Regions from separate parts of the Gossypium hirsutum genome. Here region 1 is linked to region 2. The links are chromatin contacts, called in public Hi-C maps. All regions are on one chromosome and are shown on one strand. The core of a region is the stretch at or near the end of the contact, and the rest is flanking DNA. Distances in the headings are between cores, read along the strand shown. Region 1 holds the start of LOC107893619 (monothiol glutaredoxin-S11). Region 2 holds the start of LOC107893804 (E3 ubiquitin-protein ligase MIEL1).

Region 1 (7,140 bases), core at 2,923-5,422, 320 kb after region 2:
ATCTTATACCTAATGTGCAAACTAATTGAAAGCGAGCCCTAGGGCCAAATTGAATGCAGATAAGTCAATTGACTCTAGAAATGAGTTGAATGGTATGAGATCAAAGTAAATTATTTGAATGTCATGGAACACAATGGTGTAATGTTAATGGCATGCTATAAAAATACATAAACGAGTGCTTGATTCTTGAATTATATTGAATTGATATGTAGTGAATAATTGGTAAATGATAAGGAAGTTGGAGTTGGTCATATATGTTGTAATATTTAATAGGTTGTTTTGGCATTGTTATAAGTATGCTTCCATATATTTAATGATGATAAAAATGTTTGACACTTGGAACAAGTTTTGGTTGAATATTAAGTACATATATCCATGTATTATCTTGAAAGATATTGTTAATGCTTATGTTTTTAGATATATATATATCTTGAACCATGAATGTACTACTAAGCCTTATAGCTAAATGTACGCTTTGTTTGTTCCTTGTGCAGGTATAGGTGTCCTTGAAACCTCGAGAAAGTGAAGTCAACACCCGAACGACAACAATCGAATCAACCTAGCTTTTTATATTCTTTTCATTATGTTAATGGCATGTACTTAGGGATAGTTTAATTGATGTTGCAAAATGGTTAAATGGTTGTATAAAGGTTGTGATATTTGTGAAATTTGTTTTGGTCATGTATATAAATGATATTAATGGCTTGGTATATTTGTTTTTGCAAGTTTTAAGTATATGCAATGATTGATTGTGGCCTTGGAGCCAAAATGATGGTTAATATGCTAGGTTGGTAGCATTGGAAAGTAGGGACTTAGTGTGTTTCCAATCTCGCGACATACACCATCAATGGCGTGGCATTTCCCTTTGTTGTCGTGACATCCCTTATTTGAGGTCGCAACATCAGTCATATATTATTTTGAAAACTTTGCAATTTGGTCACCAGGTTGGGAATCTTTGTTACTGTCTTCAATGTCGTGACATAAGCCCTGGAAGCTGCAATACTCACTTGAAGTACTTCAAAAACATTTTAGTTTAATCCGAGTTCGACCTTAGGATGGTATAGAGCTTTTGTAAGATCGTATATGACTCGAGAATGATTATATATGATATTTTACACTTGAAATACTTATTATTTAATGATATATGATGAAATTTGCTTGTAATAAGTCGTAGTTGCTCCAGCAATGAATGTGGCATCTCGTAGCTCAAACCGGACGATCAGGTCAAGTATGGGGTACTGCAGATTTCTTCTACAATCTTTCTCTTCTTGGAGGCTCGAGTTACCATAGGAGCCTTCTCTATATCTTTCTTCTACATTATATTTCTAAATATTGGCACATTCAACCTCAATATGTCGTTGCCTTGACATTCATGACATTGAATTATTTTCTTTTTAATTCTTTGTTTTATTGTATCTCATTTAGCTTTATTCTTATTGTAATTTCAAAAAGATTTGTTGAATTTTCTTGTAGGAAGGGCCAATTGCTCTCGTAAATTCTCTATAGAGACAATTGTTGCAGTGCTAGTTGTAATTGGAGATTTAACATTCAAAGCAATATTCATTTTAGTCTTGATATTGTCTCTTATGGTTTCTTGCAAATTCATCTCTCTGGATGAGATATTAGCACCTTCCATACCAACTTCGAATTGAGTATTTCCTTCCAAAAGAAAAAACTTGTTTAGATATATCACAAAATTTTGCATAAAAATCAAAATGAGTTTCATCCTCAGTCATTCTTAAGTTTTCAAACCTGATAGTTAACATTTGTAACTTTGACTGCTTCACACTAGTGGCCCCTTTATGAGTGGTTTCAAGAATGAGTCAATCTTATCAAACTAAGATGCATTTGGAGATGTTCCTAAATTCCTGAGGGTCTATGCCATTAAAAAATGTCATTTAGAGCTTTAGAGTTGTTAGCTTGATGCTTTATCTTCATTTGCAAACCAAGTAATTTTTGTTTTCACAATTGTAGTACCATAAACATTGGTAGTTTCAAGGGGTGTCCATCTAGCTAGAATAGTTTTTCAAGCCTTCTCATTTATAAACTTTATACTCGCTATCATACATGCCTTTGAGTAGGCGTCGTTTAAACCATCAAGTATAGGTGATAAGAAAATTGAACTTTCTTCCAAGATTCAATAACCTATAATAAAATCCCACTAAGTTTATCTAATGTTTAGCTCTGATACTAATTGAAAGTGTTTGAAGTTTCTAAATAAATATTCATTCAGTTGTTACCTAAGAAACAAGTAATAAAATAAAGATAAATGAACACAAGCAATCATTTACACAGTTCGAAATCATCCTATGTTTGCAAGACCTTGTCTAATGAGAAATCTACTATAACTTTCACTGTAATAGCTATGATTTAAACCCAACTGATATCCCCACCATTATAACCACCACCTCTTTCTCTTGATTACAATAAAAGCTCTCACCAAGTTTTTCCTTGCGAAAGCTTAATAAAAACTAGCAAAAACAAGTTTTGAACATAAGTATGTACACTCAAGAACAAGTTTCTTTCAATGAATTAGATATTTACTCTCTTCAATTCATATCTTCCAATGTTGAATGAGACTTCCACATAAAGAGTTAGAGCCTAGTGTTAATAAGTAAACTTCAATCCGTTTTCTGATACACATAAATCTCACCAAATTATTTACCTTTAAGATAAAAATAAAAATGATTGAGATAAATTTTCACAAAATCAATCCATTGTTCTTATGATCGCATATGTCTTAAATATGAAACCCTTTTATATTTTAAGATACACCAAATGGACTAGTTTTCTTTACAAAAATTATACTAATTTTGCTGCATTTTACAAAACTTAACATTTTCTGAAAAATACACTTAAAAAATTGCCAATTAAAAACAACAAACTGTTAGAACTTGTTGCAAAGCTAGTTGTAACTGGACAAACGATTGGATGAACAACAAATGATACTTATAGATTTATAAGTTGTCAAGAAGAAAGATATAGTGGTTTCGGTTGTTGATATTGGCTGGTAATCCATTTTACTTTTATTATTATAATTTTATATTTTTCCAAAACTGTGGCCTTTTTATAATTTATGTTATGAGAAGATTTTGTTATTTTTATGAAATCGATATTTGCTAAATTAATTTTAACAAATACGTAAGAAGCTCTAAAATTTGATTTCCTTGCAAATAATATGATATATTGACATGAAAAGAAAGACTATCTTTATTAGCATAACACTTGCATATATACTTTTATGTTAGGTAAAACAGAATAAGATATCTTAATTTATATATATACATATAAATTTAATTTTATAATTCAATGTAATTTCAAGATCAATGCTTCAACAATGAGAACATTGTTGCTATTCATCTTCACATATACATTCATGTTTGTAGGTTTTTACAAATGGCTTCAATATTGAATGAATAAAAATAACTGCAGAAAGTAATTCCTTGAGGAACGAAGCATCCAAATAACATGTAGTAATCTTTAAAATTCTTTTGAAAGTTGAAAAGCAGAAAAGTATATAAAGTAAACTTCATTAAGAAATAGAAAAAGACTACATATACCAATGCTAAGATGACACATGATAGAACATAGAAATAAAACTACACATGCAGACTACACAATACGTACAGCTCACTAGAGAGACCACTGATTTTGAGCCAACTTATTTCTTTCAATGTTAATTGAAGGAGTAATTTGTATTTAGTTTAGCAAAAAGCCTGATATGGCCTCAGCAAAGGGATCAGTCCTCCTCCTAAGTGGAGGGACATGACTTCATTGGTGGATCCCACCAGCTTTCCACCTATGAAGACCGCCGGAACCGGCGCTTTGCACCCCAACCTCATGAGGGCTCTCTCCATTTCTCGGCCTTCAGGGTCTTGGTCGATCTCATGAATCGTTGGGGTTACCCCAAGCTCTTGGAATAGAATTTTGACAGCATAACATAAGCAACATGAGCTCTTGCTGAATAGCACTACCCCTCTCTCTGTGGTCAATCTCATCACCTTGTCCATGTTGAATCCTGATATTCACAATGTAATTTGCTTAAAGAAAGTCTGTACAACGGGACGAAGAAAATGTTTAAGTTCGGAGAAGCCCGAATTCCGGCTGCACTCGATCTAATGGTGGTGGTAGATTGGAGTTTGAGAGGGTGAAGTGAGGAAGACAGAAAGGAGTCCAAAGCTTTGTAGGACTTGGGAACTTAAGCTCCCATGGTAGAGTATTTATAGGGACATCATAAACTTCTCTGTTTGAACAAGAACTCCAAAAAAACACCCTGCTTCACTTAGATGCTAAAACGAATAAAGGTGCTTAATATGATGGAGACTACTGTGCTCCCATAGCTATGGGCTCAACAAGTTGGAAGGGAAATTTTCTGCTAAAAGTGATTAACTGTAAGCAGCCTATAGCTATAGGCATCTGATTTAAACCCTTACGTCAACCTGATTTAGCAATCTACGTGTTTAGCCTACTAACCAAGTATTTTACCTTTTGTTTGTAGATTTCATGGACTTCCAATACTTTCTAATTCCAATCAAGATTTAACGAAAGTAGAAAATATTCTGAGGCTTGCTAGTCAATTAAGACCAGATTCTCACAATCGTCTCCTTTGAATCCTATTTGCAGAAAGATTGCGAATGGGATCGCGAACGTGATGGCTTTCGGTGGCTGTAGATCTTTGTATTGCGCCCCACCAACTTGTATGATTCTTCCCACATGTGAGCACACAGATAGGCATTGTCTCACTTCATGCATAGCGTTGCTGCTCTTTTCAGATAGTGCCATCCAACGAGCGAGTGAGCCTGTGAACGGCAAAGGACCGCACATGTTCCTTCGTCACGGTGGGACAGGACAGGATTCTCCATTCTTTAACTGTATGGCTTGCTGCAAAATACTATATGTAATTGGCTTTAAAGAAAGTAAGCATTGCTGAAGAGCATCCATGAGGTGGGTACAGTTTTAAATCATGAGGACCTTAACAAATGATGCATGTGGATGAGTGTCCACAAATCTAGGAACTTCAATGCATGATAAAAAAACAAGTTTTTGGCCTTTAAGATGTAGATGGGAATGAACAGAATGGATGCATAGAAAGGTCCAGTTCTTTCCTTTTGTCTCAGATAAGGCAATATACACTATAAGTTGTCAACGTGGTGGAAGTGCCAGAAAGTACGGACCCAACTAATTTGATACCAGTTTTAAAATCAATTTAACACCTTGAAAGAAAACTAATGAAAATCTGCAAAACCCTCAAGAAATTTCATCAGCTTGAGGGTGATTCTGCAGTAGTCTATTTCATAAATTTGTTCCTTCATATGTTTATGAAACATCCATGGAATTTGAAGATGCACCACTAAACATGTAGGATTATATGAAAAGTTTGCCAATTGAGTAGGCAAGTTGTGTTTCTTTTTTTCTATATCATTTCTAGAATCTGAGGCCTTTACATATATAAGGTTGTTTAAATGATCCATCTACATTAAAGGATATGGCATCTTTTGCTAAGCCTTCAAATCTTCCACGTAAGAATGCAGCTGGATCATGGCCAAACGCATTAATTGCAGGGTGGCACCAAGGCCCAAGCTCATAAAAAAGGTATCTTGATACTTTAACCCATCCTATTTATAAAAAGCATCTTAAAGAAAAAAAAATTAATTTCCTTTACTAAATTCACGTTCAATTAATTTCTTTTTGTTAATAAAAAATCAATTAAGTTTCTTTCGTAACAATTTGTATTTTTTATCACACTATCATTAAAATTGACAGACAAATCAAAAGTTGACATGTGACAACTTATAGTTTAATCTTATATTTTTTCGTAAAAATTATTAAAAATAAAAAAATTATAAATTGATATAAATATATAAAAATCATAAAAATTTATAAATATTATAAAAAATAAAATTCAAATAAATTTTTAAAAATTATAAAATTAGTAAAATATATTTTAAAATATTTAAAATTTTATAAGAACTTATATGTAACACCCAACCCGATCATCAGATTCGAGATCTGAGATGTCACATTCGTTGCCAAAGCAACTACAACTTCATTTGCATATCAAATAAACAATTACACAAGTCATTACGTTCAATACTTAATTATAATATGTTATTTAATCAAATCCAGGTTATAACCAAGCTTATGAAAGCTCTTATGAAGAACCTGCAATGACTCGATTTTCAATAGTATCGGAAAATGCAATTTCAGAACTCCATTTCTATAAATTAAGCTCGTAAATATAAAATAAGAATATTTACGGAGTTAATGTAACAATATATTGAGGAATGGTCGAGTAATTTAGTTGATAAAATACTTAATTAAAACTCAGATACTAAATTGTAAAAAGTTTAATTGCTATTGAGTTTTAATTAAGAAAAAGCTTGAGAACCTATATGGCGATTAACCAAAGGGTCAAAATGGTTATTGAATTATTTTTAAATAAGAGATAGTGGTTGATGATGACATTTCCACTAAATATGATTATTGGTTAGTGTGAGTTAATTAAGTCATGATTACATTAATTAAGTTAGATTGATTAAGCTTTAATCAATATATATATATAAATTTTATAATAACTCAATTTCAACGGTGTTGAAAAAAGCGATTTTAAAACTCCATTTTCGTACTCTGGGTCCGTAAATATTTAAATATAAATATTTACGAAGTTAGTATAAAAGTATATTAATGTTTGGTCTATCAATTTTGTCAATTAGTTGCTTAATTATGGTACATGAGCTAAATTGTAAAAGTCCAATCGCTATAGGTTTTTAATTGAACAAAGCCTTGAGGACTTAAAATACAATTAGCCAAAGGTCCAAAATGGAAATTAAACCATTTTTTAATATTGTAATATCCCATTTTTTTAGTGGCACAGGAAACGGTGGTTTCGAAACCTCTCCTATCTTTCGATGATCAAGTCAATAAATACTATTTTATAATATTTACAATTTTATTATAGAGTTAAATTAATTCATGGTCCAATTTAAATTAATTCATGGTCCAATCATTTTAAAGATTGAATAGTTAATTAAGGAAAAAAAATTAAATCATAAAAGATGTAAAATCTAACCACTATTGATTTTTATTAGTTAAAAGGTCTTAATGGTAAGAGTGAGAGGATTTATAAGGCAATTAAGCCAT
Region 2 (7,254 bases), core at 531-3,030:
CTAATGGAGTCATAAACTCATTGAAAGGACCCCAGATGTCTTAGAAGTCATCTCTTTGAGCCCTATGTTTAAAATGATAATGGACAAAATAGGGGACACTACGACTATAGAACTGCAACACACCTCAATAAACACCCTGGAACACGGCCATCTAAACAACAGATAAAGCCAATATACTTCGCTGCACTCCGCAAAATTACAACAGTAGGGAAACGAAGGATTTTAAGGGCTATCTATCATTACGATTTTGGCTATTTCCTTTGGCTTTCTTAGGTTAATCCTATTAAATAAATAAAAATTAGAGAAGAATCACATCTGGTTAATATGATCAAACCACCATGAATATCAATAACTTATAATTCAGCTATCCTTTTCATCTTTTTCCATTTCTTTTCAGCTTAAAGAGGAATAGCATATTGTGCCCCATAACAAGTATAACATGAAATTCCATACAATACTATAAAAGAAACCAACTCTAAAACTAAATCAATTAAGGAGCAAGAATGGTAATAAGACTGCCTACCACATTTCTCGCAGTGAAAGAACTTATCACGGCCACCAACCCTGTGTAAACCACAGATTAGACCAGACTAGAAGTTGACAAGATATAAGACAGAAACAAGTTACAATAACAAGAAGTAAAAAACTTAAGCAATCGGACACAACATGCTAACCAACCTACAAATTCCACGATCATTACAATGGAATTGTCCCTTTGTAATCTGCAACAGTCATAACATAAACTCAACATGATTCTTTAAGTGGAATAAAAGTAAACATAAACATGCAATCATCTTACATCATCATCATAGAATTTACAAATGTCGCAGAAATATTCTCCCATGTTTACCCCACAATGGGAACAGACTTGAGCAACCTGGACATTAGAATAATGGACTTTCAGAGTTGAGACACTTACAGTTACTACCACAGAATTAAATGCAACTTGACATACCTCCTGTTGGGTATTGCAAATTGAACAAATAACCTGACACATCATCAACTCCACTCCATTATAACAATTATATGTTAAGGTACAACATGAAAGGTGATTTTGTCAAATAAAAATACTTGCTTGACATCCTGCCTGACAAGGTCGTGATGATCTTTTGGGTTGCTAAGTGAGTTCTAAATTAAACAAAGAAATAAAAGAATTATTAAAAGAAAAAAAATTAAACAATCCAAAACAATAAGATTAATAAATTTATATAACCAAGGCAGGCAATTAAAAAACGTAAATGAACATGAAAAGGGAAAGGGAAACGAGAGAAGGGAGAGAAAGTACTGAGGTCTCGTTATGGCAATGACGGCAAGGGAAGGTCTTATTACAGCAAGGAGCAAGGATTTTACATCGTCTCTTGTAGTGATCGCATCTGAAAGAAAAAACAAATAAAAAAAAGCATTTAACAAATTGAAACCCAAAGGAAACAAAAAAGAATATAGAGCAAAGAGAAGATACCCATGGTCGAGTTTTCCGAAATCTTTGCTTCTCTGAGGCGAAATTACAGAGTCCCCTGCCATTGGTTAGAATAGGAACACGAAGAAAGAAAGAACAAAATAGAGACATTTGCTCTTCTTTTTTCTTTTTTTTTTCCCTTTCTGAAAATTAAGAACAACATAGAAAACATAAAATTTACTAAATTGGGCCTATTAGGCCTTCAAAGTCAATTATGTTTGCTCGGCCTTATTAGGCTTGTAAATCAAACTGGTGTTTTCTTTTTCCTTTTTTTGAATGCCAACGGAATTCACTTTTATCTTACGTTTGCAGGAAAGGATTTGTTTAGGTATCTTCTAGACGTTGCCGTAATAACTGCTAGCAGTAGATATTAGCCTCAGCCTGCGTCACTAAATGTTTTCTTATTTCACCCATTCCCCGTCGATTGTTGTTATCTTCTCACTCATTTTGACATTTATATATTTAATAAAGAGATGATATATAATTTGATATTTGAATTTGTCTATTTGTATTTAGTTAGTTTCTAAATTTTTTTGGATCTAGTTAGTCATTAAATTTGTATTCCGTCAACTAAGTTAATACATTTGCATTAATATTGTTAGTTTGTGCTAATGTGACTCTATTAACCAATCCGATGGTACCACATGACAACCTCTCATAACGCCACAAGGATGTAACAGCCCATTTTTAGTCAAATCAGAATAGTAGTTTCGGGACCACAAATCTGAAATCAAAATAATTATTTTATTATTATTTTAATGTTTACAAAATGATAGTATGATTGTGTGAAATTTTTGTTAAGAAATTTTATCATTTGAATGCTCAATTCGGTAAAAAGGACTAAATCGCTTAAAGTGCAAAAGTGATATTCTAATAGCTAAAGGTATTAATAGCTATAGAACCTTAAAGTAAGAGTCCTTAAGTGGTAATTAGACCATTTCAATTGTGAGTGGACAATTATGGGCATATATTAAGTGATTTTAATGTTTTTAAACAAGGTTAATATAGTAATTTGTAAATAACTTAAGTAAAATGATGGAAAACTTAATGTATCATCATCCTTTCTTCATTTCCACCAAAAATACAAAGAAAGAAGGAAGCCATGAAAGTTTTTTAGGGTTCGGTCACTTAGTAGCTTAATTGATAAGTGATTTTGACTCGATTTTTAATTATTTCTATGTTTTTGAGATCGTTGCAACTAGGTCTAGCTAGCTCAAGGACTATTTTACAAAACTGTTAAAGATTTAGGAAGTTTCCATTAATGAATAAGCATGTATTTTAATGATTGATGATAGATTATGAATGTTTGATGATAATTATACAAGTTTTGTTAAGTGATTTTTAGTGAAAATGCAAATTAGGGCTTAAAGTGTGAAATGTGGAAACTTTGTGGTTAAAATGTGAAATAAATGAATAATATGGGCTGATATATGTACTAGGAAAATTTGACTAGCATGGGTTGATATCAAGTTGCATTAATTTGTGTTCTTATGAAATAAGGACTAAATTGTAAAAGTTGTGAAATACTTGGGGCAAAAGTATAAAATGCTTTAATAAGTGCTTTTGGATTAAATTGAATAGAGTGATAATTAAATAATCTAAATTTGATTACATATAGATCAAGGAAAGCGAAATTTGGATCTAGACCGAGGGAAAAACAAAGTACTCGACTACTCAATCTATTTCATCGTTTTTGTAAACCGAGGTAAGTTTGTATGATTAATAAGCTTAATGTTATATGTGTTTATATGCTTAAATATTATAATTGTGATATTACAACATTGTGAAATCTATCGACAAAGCATTGACACTGTGAGAATCCCGGATTAACCTTGAGAATAGATAGGATACTAGGGACATGTCATTAAGGGTTATTGTGATTATGTGATCCGGGTGCTGGTCATGTACGTTCTACTGGTGGCTGAGTATACCGGCAAATGTTGCGATTACTTGACAGCTTGTGTGAGCAGCACCGTGTAACTATGTCTTGACCAACAGCTTGTGTGAGCAGGCTCGTTGATAGCTCGAGAGTGAGCAAATATGTAATATGAGATTGAGATAGTGTTGGCTATGTATGTGGCACTTTGGTGCGAGATTCCCTAGTATCCGATATTATTCCGAATGGTTCAACGGGAAAAGATGATGGTACGAGGATATAGGCAATGATACGGATCAGTTCAGGTACTCGTGATAAGTTTGGCAGTAAGTGATAATTGATAAGTTTATATGAAATGTAAGTGAAAGTTGATGAATTTATACTTAAACACAGAATTATGGCAATGTGCAAATCGTTGATTTGAATATAATACTTATGTTACTTATGTTCTTTAAATAGTGAATGAATAGGCATATTATACTTATTAATCATATGAGCTTACTAAGCTGTAAAGCTTACTCTATTTATTTTTCCGTGTTTTATAGTGATTTCAGAGCTAGCTCGGATTTGGGAATCATCGGAGACTTCATCACACTATCAACCTATCGTTTTGGTACTTTTGAATTTATATTTTTGGAATATATGGCATGTATAGGAACTTTGGTCATTTTGGTATATAAGTTGATGATGAATTTAGCCATTTGAATTGGCTTGTAAATGTTTATGTTTTGGTTGTGTATATATATGTGTGCATATGGCTTATGTTATGTGATTGAGGTTGGCTTTGTGATGCTTATTGATAGTAGGTATTGTGGTTGTCAAATGGTTGATATTGGAGAATATATATGCTTGTAAACTTAAGCATAATGATGCATGTTTGGAAATGTTTACTTAGTTGAATTGTATGTGTAAATTTGGCATAATATAATGGTCCATTTTGTAACTTGTGTATATTGCGGATAATAGAGTTGAGTTGGCATGAATTAAGCTTGATTTAGTTGGTTTAAATGGCTACATAAGCTATGTTTTGGTGCCATTTGGTTTGGTGTAGGTGTATTCAAATTTAGGTGGAAAATGGCTTGGTAAATAGCTTATTTTTGTCTAGACACGGGCGTGTTCTCAACTATGTGTGATACACGGTCATGTATCCCCTGGTGTTGAATTAAAAATCAAGTCAGTATGCTCCACATGGCCTACCACACGGGAGTGTGATTGGGCATGTGGCCTAAGTCAGTATACTTTACAGGTTTGGCAAGGCCTAGCACATAGCCTGGTACACAGGAATGTGTGGCCATTTTTAGGGCACACAAGTTGGCCACACGGGCGTGTGTGTTGGGCATGTGACCTAAGTCAGAAAGTTACACAGGGTCGAACAAGAGCTGGGACATAGCCATGTGATCCCATTTTGAATGTCCACACGGCCTGTGCAGGCATGTCTTTGGCCGTGTGAGACACATGGCCGGACCACATGGGCGTGTGTCCCTTGTATTTTGCAAAAATCTTCTAAGTGTGTAAAAAGTTTTTAAAGTTATCGGTTTAGTCCCGAACCACCCCGAATACATGTTTGGGCTTTGTAGGCTCGTATTAGGGACGATATGAATGATTTTGATTGATGATTATTTGAATTTGATAAATATATGTGAAATGTGTGATTATTGTGCTGTAAGTCCAATAATGTTTCGTAATCCTATTCCGACGTTGAATATGGGTGAGGGGTGTTACAATGGAAAACATAAATATATATTTTTTATTTATGTTTGCCATGTGGCAACCTCTTGAAACATCACGTGGCACTACCGGATTGAATAATAGTGCCACATCAATACAAATTAACAGTGTCAATGTGGATATATCAACTTAGCTAACGAGAATACAAATTTAGGAATCAACTAGATATTATGGACAAATTCAAGGGCCATATATGTTATCCCTTTAATAAAGGTTGTTCCTTGTTAACAATCACAGTGGATTGTTGTCCTTTTTCTCCTTTCATCAAGTTTTAACGTTAACATTTTATAAAATTTGTTCATTGTTGATGAAAATAATGACGCAAATGTAAATGATAAAATTAAGAATGTTTTTAATACAAATATCTTTAATTTTAGAGGATATACAATTTGTTTTTAAATGAAAGAAAATGATTAGAAGAGTTGATACAAAGAAGTAAATTGAGTGATAATTGATAAGTGATGGTTCATCCAATAGTCATGTAAAGAATTGAAAATTGATTCAATGGAGGACGGATTGAGGAGGCACTTCGACAGAAGTAATAGTCTCACAAGTATGTCTTGTATCCATCCTTCTATGTTTTCTTAGATATGGGCTTTTTTGTGAATCCCATAACGTTGTCTCGTTAGGTAGTAGATTTGTTATGTGTACCCTTAATACATGTCTTTGGACCATGAAGGATCTTCTCTTGGTAGATTGCTTTAAATAAATCCCAATAATGTGATGTGAAAATTGATCGAGATTCACAAGCTAATCATTTAAGGCGAGATGCTAGACAAGATATTTCCAATAAACAGATTTCTCTGATCAAAATTGTTGACTTGACAAAAATTCTAACTTTGTCAAGTTCTTTCAATAGACGAGATATTTCCAATAAACAAATTTCTCTTATCAAAACGATTGACTCGAGGTGAAGACGTGTAACAAGAACCAACATAAACCAATGCTAGAAACACGACGACTGAAATTTTGAGATGGAGCATATATCCTTCATCGATAATCAAGCCGGTTTAATCAAATGTAACGTGTCGGCAAATATCAAAGCACGTGAAAGGTCAATCGTGGATTTTCCCGTCAACTGAAACAAAATGAAAACTTGATTCATGTCAAAAGCCCCTAAGCTATTTTTAATTTTTCTTTTCAGAAATTTTACATGTATCAATGATTCATGTCAAAAGCTAACTTGCACTAACCATATCGTATTATCATCTCTGTTTCATTCTTTCTCTCACATGCATCTCATATATCTGTACCTTACACAAAATTGGCTTTTGAACAGCCTAACTATGAATGTAATCTTATTCAAACCGGTTATGAGGCATCTCCCGAGGAGACTCGCACAAAGGACTGGCAACTCAAGGTACAGCTCAGGAATCAAGCACAAGTTGCGCAACTATCAAGATGTTTCTTCTTGCAGAACATGTTTACTATTGTAGGATGGTTATACACTTGCACAAGGATTAAGGAACACATAACCAAAGATATCATAGTAAGCAGGCCAACCAGTATACAGACGAACACCATTTCAAAAGCAACTAACGCCTACATATGTGAGGGAAAAATTATCTATATTTAATGACAGTTGACAACTACGGAGCATATTTACATTCTAAAGAATAATACAACCGCATGAATTCAGCTTCTGCATATCTTCCTTGCTCTTACCTGCAGTGCACAAAAAAAAAAAAAAAAAAAAACACAAACGGGAAAACAAAGAGATATTAGAGGAAGTTTACACCATTAGACTAAAGCTATAGAAATAGATTTTCAGTTCACAAGCAACAAAAACAGAAAAGAAAAATATTCGTGAATGGAACAAAAGCAGATTCTTCTACGGACTACATGCTAGAATTTTGGGACATAACTTAATACATAAAGCATCTAGAGCTTTGGTCATATAGAGGCAATTCCAAAATGAATAAGACCTCTAACATAATTATGTGAAATTCCATTAATGACAAATTCTTTGCAGTGATGATAAAGTGAGACTTAACTAGGAATTGTTTGCATGTTTCCTTCTCAAACGCAAGTAGTGAATAGTGTGAATACGGTAACTAAAAGTTTAAAAATCATTAATGCAGTACCAACTACCATCTGCTTATTTCTCAAAATAATTCAAAGCAACCATCCTCTAAAACCCCACCAGCCTTTAGGGAAAGATTATTATAAACAAAGCGAGGGAAAAGGAAAAGGC

Evidence for each region. Hi-C and Micro-C count contacts between places; a contact is called where the count stands out from the background.
Region 1: a contact with region 2 is called in a Hi-C map of leaf, with 3 times the contacts expected there. The contact joins the promoter of LOC107893619 here to the promoter of LOC107893804 in region 2. A contact is called at or near these places in 8 of 34 Hi-C or Micro-C datasets (callus and leaf).

Annotation. Positions count from the first base shown.
Region 1 is chrA08:15,692,154-15,699,293 of Gossypium_hirsutum_v2.1, forward strand. It overlaps LOC107893619 (monothiol glutaredoxin-S11), which reads right to left and starts at 4,173. Exons shown (of 1, transcript XM_016818690.2): 1 at 3,515-4,173. The coding sequence starts at 4,010. The coding sequence ends at 3,705.
Region 2 is chrA08:15,373,044-15,380,297 of Gossypium_hirsutum_v2.1, forward strand. LOC107893804 (E3 ubiquitin-protein ligase MIEL1) reads right to left here and starts at 1,781. Exons shown (of 9, transcript XM_041074502.1): 1 at 1,460-1,781; 2 at 1,286-1,373; 3 at 679-722; 4 at 524-564. The coding sequence starts at 1,521. It overlaps LOC107893750 (a long non-coding RNA gene), which reads right to left. Exons shown (of 4, transcript XR_001682955.2): 4 at 6,521-6,725.